Regions from separate parts of the Oryctolagus cuniculus genome. Here region 1 is linked to region 2. A link is a contact called in public Micro-C data. All regions are on one chromosome and are shown on one strand. The core of a region is the stretch at or near the end of the contact, and the rest is flanking DNA. Distances in the headings are between cores, read along the strand shown.

Region 1 (2,700 bases), core at 12-2,511, 310 kb after region 2:
GGTGTGGTGGGTGTGGAGTGTGGTAGTGTGGTGTGGAGGTGAGGGTGTTGGGTGTGGAGTGTGGTGTGGAGGTGAGGCTGGTGGGTGTGGAGTGTGGTGTGGAGGTGAGGGTGTTGGGTGTGGAGTGTGGTGTGGAGGTGAGGGTGTTGGGTGTGGAGTGTGGTGTGGTGGGTGTGGAGTGTGGTGTGGAGGTGAGGGTGTTGGGTGTGGAGTGTGGTGTGGAGGTGAGGCTGGTGGGTGTGGAGTGTGGTGTGGAGGTGAGGGTGTTGGGTGTGGAGTGTGGTGCGGAGGTGAGGGTGGTGGTGTGGAGTGTGGTGTGGAGGTGAGGGTGGTGGTGTGGAGTGTGGTGTGGAGGTGAGGGTGTTGGGTGTGGAGTGTGGTGTGGAGGTGAGGGTGGTGGAGTGGAGTGTGGTGTGGAGGTGAGGGTGGTGGGTGTGGAGTGTGGTGTGGAGGTGAGGGTGGTGCGTGTGGAGGTGAGGGTGGTGGTGTGGAGTGTGGTGTGGAGGTGAGGGTGGTGGTGTGGAGTGTGGTGTGGAGGTGAGGGTGGTGGTGTGGAGTGTGGTGTGGAGGTCAGTGTGGTGGTGGGAGGTGAGGGTGGAGGTGATAGCGCGCCGTGTGCCGCGTGGTGCAGGTGAGAACAGGACTAGCGTGGACGCTGAGGCACTGCGAGGCCAGGCGGCTGCCCCTGGGAAGCGGGATTCTGAGTGTGCACTTGTGGTGGCTGTGAGCGCGAGTCTCCCTGGGGTTCCGGGAGCGGCTGCGCGGGGCCGCGGGGTCTGAGGCGGCAGAGGCGGGCGCGGGGCGGGAAGGGCGGGCGCAGGCAGCCAGGCGCCGGCCGGCCGCGTGCGAATTCCAGCCTCCAGCCCCCAGCCCCGTCGCTTCCGGCGTCAGGTGGCAGGGCACGCTGGAGGCCTTTGAGTCGGTGGATCCGGAAGGCTCCCGAAGGTCTGGGTGCGGGAGGAAGGCCGGGCCTGGAGTGGAACCCGCGGCCTCTCGGTGCCGCCTCCTTTGGGAGAGAATAAATCCCAGGCAGGCTTCGGGGCGTCTGGGAGCCTGGGGCCGTGAGCCTGCAACGCCACCTGGGGGCGGCGAGAAGAACGGCCGCGGAGCCACGCACACTGCGACTTGGCGGATCCAGCAGGTCCTCGCCCTGGTTAGGGGTCACCTCTCCTACGCTGACACCTCCCCCCCACCCAAGGAGGATGCCCAATTCCTTGGAAGTTGCTAGGCATCCATCAGTTGGCAAGAAACACTCCCCCAACTCCAAAGAAAAGCATAGGTTTCCCTTGAGATTGCCTTGCCCAAGATCTCAGGGTGACGGAGAGCCGTGGCTCCCACCCTCCCTGCCCTGCTGTTTGTCAGTGTGGCTGTTTCACCTAGAGGCGGTAGTCCTTTAAGATGTGTGGAATATTAAACACGGGAAGGCGGCGGAGCCTGCTGGCCTACTTAACAGGTGAAGAGACTGAGGCTCAGAGAGGCTGCGTCCCCTGACTCCCAGCCCAGTGCTCTTCCACTCCTGTGCTCTCCAGCGCCTGGCCGGCCCTGTGCAGAGGGTCCCCCAGTGACAGAGAACAGAGGGACTTGTGATCTGGGCAGAGGGCCCAGAACTGAAGCAAGAGGAGCACGCAGCTGGTAAGCGTGAGCCCAGGCAGCGACCACTGAGGAAGCACCTGGCCGCCAAGGTCCTGGGGCTGAATCCTGGGCCTGGGAGGAATGAGGCCGGGCGGCCCCTGGAAGGCTCCGGAGTTCATCGTGCAAACTACAGTTTCCATGGAGCAAAGGGGGTGGGTAAATGTCACACCTGAACTTGACCATGGCCTGGCTAGAGCAGGCCCTGGGCCTCCGGCGTGTCCTGCCTTGCAGCCTTTGCTTCCACCTCCAGGAGCGCCTGCAGCGCCTCTCTCCTGGGGAGCAGGAGCTAGGCTCGCTGTGGGCAGGAGGGGTGGGCCAGCACCTGCAGTGGGGGCTTGCACAGAGGCTGGAAGAGACCCAGAGGCTGGAAGACAGGTCGAGTCCTTGTGGGCAGGCCTGGCCTCTCTTGAGGGCTGCAAGGGAGGCGTGTCCCAGGCCTCTCTCCTTGGCTGGCAGCTGGGCTCTCCTGCCAGCGTCTCTCGGCTCACGGCCTCGCTTCTGCATGCCTGTCTCTGCACTCCCCTTTCTTCTAGGGGCATCCGTCCATCGTGTTGGATGAGGGCTCACCCGCATGGTCTCGTTTTGGCCTGATTGCCCTTCTAAAGTGCCTGTCAGCCGGCGTTGTAGCGTCACAGGTGAAGCCACCACCTGCATCGCTGGTATTCCAGGTGGGTGCTGGTTCGAGTCCCAGCTGCTCCATTTCTGCAGCTCCCTGGGAAGGCAGCGGAGGATGGCAGGAGTTCTTGGGGCCCTGCATCCATGTGGGAGACCTGGAAGAAGCTCCTGGCTCCCAGCTTTGGCCTGGCCCAGCTCCCACTGTTGTTGCCATTTGAGGAATGAACCAGCAGATGGAAGAGTGCTCTCTCTCTCTAACTCTGCCTTTCAAATAAACATATAAATCTATTTATTTGAAAGGCAGAGTTACAGAGAGAGAGAAGAAGAGGGAGAGAGAGAGAGGTCTTCCATCCACTGGTTCATTTCCCAAATGGCAGGAGCTACGCTGATCCGAGCCAGGAGCCAGGAGCTTCCCCCAGGTCTCCCACGTGGGCACAGGGGCCCAAGGACTTG
Region 2 (2,700 bases), core at 105-2,604:
TGGGATGGCCACATCCATATCAGATTGCCTGGGTTCAGGTCCCCGCTCTCCAATTCTGATCCGGCTTCCTGCTAATGTACATCCTGGGAAGCAGCAGATAGTGGTTCAAATACTAGGGCCTCTGCCACCCTTGTGGGAGATCTGGATGCTGTTCTGGGTTCCTGGCTTCAGGCTGGCCCAGCCCTTGCTGTTTGGGAGTGAATCAGTAGATTGAAGGTTCTCTCTCTCTCTCTTTGTATGTGTGTGTGTGTCTGCCTATGTCTCTGTCACTCTGCTTTTCAAAAATAAATAAAAAGCATGTCACAGGCAGCGTTAGGACCTCTGTATGATCACTTACAAAATATCCATGTCTAGGTATTTGGCATAAAGTTGGAATATATTCCCCAGGTTTTTGTGAATCAAAACTGTTCACTTTTGAGCTCTCGCTATACACAGGCACAAAGATGAATCTTGTGTAGCATATTCTAAAATGTCCATTAGGTGGCAGAAAAACATTCACTAAATCCACTATGAGCTAGTTCACTTGCTCTTTCTCCCTCTCTCTAGAAAAACATTCGCTGTCCTGTGAGCTAGGTTGGTCTCCCTCCCTCTTTCTTTCCCTCCCTCTGTAAGGAACCCTCTGAATTAAAAGATATATATGTCTACTTACTGCACATTATTATAAAGAACAGAGTCTAGTATTTCCAGAGCACTGACAGGTATCATCAACCTATGTTATAATAGAGGTGAGCCAGGTGTATGTGAGATAGGGGTGTGCATTTATATTTATTTCATTTGGATCAGAAATCTGAGTTCAGATGGTTTTGAAAGGAGGAAAGACCTCTTTCTAAAATTTTTGATATTTAAACTCTTCAGCTTGAAGCAGGTTGGGAGGGGACTGGGAAAGGAAAAAGGAGGAATCCTCTTGGAAAACGATAGTGTCTTGGAAGCAGCCTGTTGGAGCGCCCTATGATACATGAACTCACTAAATCGAAAATCTTCTATCTTAGTTGTCTTGAAAGAAGCCTGTTGTTTGCACCCTGTGTCATTTGTGCATCGACTACTAAAGCCCAGGTCTCTCTGTGTCTGTTTGGAAGTTGCTTCCTTTCCTACTCTTTTTAAGGTACTGGCCCCCAAATTGCCTGCACATTGGGATAACCTGGGCAGCTTAAAAAATCACTGATGCCCATGTCCCATCCAGAATTGGGATTTAAGTCTGGAGCACTGCATGTTTTCAAAAGAACCTCAGATGATTATAAAGTGACAAGTCTGAGAGCCTCTGGGTTTAGTTCATGGTGAATGTGTAAATGTGGCAGACCTTCCCACAACTCAAACATGTTCCACCCTTTAGACACACAAGAGAACACTTCCACGTCAGCATGGTCAAGGGCTCTGTACGGCTTCAGCCTAGTTTTATGAATTTATCCATTGAGAAACTTTTAGTACCAGATTTGGTACTACTTTCAACACCAAAAGTACCACTTTAGCGATGAAAGAAAAATACAGAGGACTTACGTGAGTTACTGTTTTAGAATGTTTTGATTTTTTGATTATAGTTATAGAATGCTTATTTCCTATGGAACTGATAATATATCCTTTTACAATCTTATGCTCAGCATATAATTGGTCTTACCAAATTAGAATGGATATTTCTGTGGCCTTTGACATCAGAAACTAGATAACACCTCTTCTTATTTCTTACTGAAGCTTTTCTGTAATTTACTGGCACTAGATTGGGGAAAACAATGTTTATCATTCATCTCTCCTGGCTATGTATGACACATGGAACCTTTGATGAGCCTTTTGCAGTTTTGGCCTTGACGACAGTATAGCCTCAGCATTATACTAACAGGATTTGGCGATGTATGCATATATACATAAGCATATGTAAATAAGAATGTATGTGAGCATATATTCCATCATGTTTTAAATGGCTGTAAAACATTATTTAAATTCAGTTATGCTAGTCTTCACTTTAATACCTGACTGGAAATTTGTTTACATTTATTATGATTACTGATTTATTGGAGTGGTTGACAGGTTTTTTTAATTGATTATGCTTTTTCCTTGCTCATTTTCTCTCCTGTTTCTTGCCTTCTGTCAGACTGTTTCTTTTCTTCTATGGATTTTGAAGCTATAAATTAAAACTCCTTTTTTTTTTTGTTATCTTTAAATTCTTTTTTTTTTTCAGAATCTACAGATTTTATTTTTGTCAAAAATGTCTATGCGATTGAATAACAGGTTAATTAAAATATTTATAAAATCTGAAATAAACAAGCTTATTAGATAAACTCATTGATGCACTAAATGAGGCAAAGAAAAATGCATGGAACTGCGTAAGAACAATCACACTGAACGGAGCAGTGTCAGCAGTGAGCTGCCGAGTGGACCCAGGCTTTGGCGCGAGAAGCACCCTGCGCAGACACGTGTCAGGCTTCCAGCTTCACCGAGTCCAGGACTAGCCGGGCTTCCTTATATTCCTCAGCTTCTTCCAAGTCTTTTTCACTTTCCAGGATCTGCTGCAGGTCGGTGCAGGCGGCTTCCAGCCTGCGCTGGCAGTCCGGGATCATCATGCGGGACTCCTGCAGGATCTCCGCCTGCTTTTTAATGGCATAATTTTCACCATCTTCAGCTCTCATTTTTTCAATCTTTTCTTCTTGTTTTGCTTCTTTTTCATACATCACTTTTTCTTTGACCAGTCGCTTCACCACGCCGGTCTTG

What was found. A called contact is a pair of places that touch in the nucleus more often than the background predicts.
Region 1: a contact with region 2 is called in a Micro-C map of ear pinna, with 6 times the contacts expected there. The contact joins the enhancer-like site here to the promoter of FAM177B in region 2. A contact is called at or near these places in 3 of 6 Hi-C or Micro-C datasets (ear pinna, psoas muscle and an unstated tissue).

The regions. Positions count from the first base shown.
Region 1 is chr13:37,444,735-37,447,434 of mOryCun1.1, forward strand. It overlaps a transcript of TLR5 not described here. Among named protein-coding and RNA genes, the nearest start is that of TLR5, 20 kb to the right of the region's middle. Within about 2 kb of position 1,262, at least 2 of the 8 cell types and tissues checked have an H3K27ac peak or open chromatin away from gene starts, as enhancers often do. A contact at or near this core is called in ear pinna, where this site is marked.
Region 2 is chr13:37,132,878-37,135,577 of mOryCun1.1, forward strand. It overlaps FAM177B (family with sequence similarity 177 member B), which reads left to right and starts at 1,355. Exons shown (of 5, transcript XM_017347652.3): 1 at 1,355-1,494. LOC100350515 (tubulin-specific chaperone A) reads right to left here. Exons shown (of 1, transcript XM_002717491.5): 1 at 2,157-2,700. The coding sequence ends at 2,409.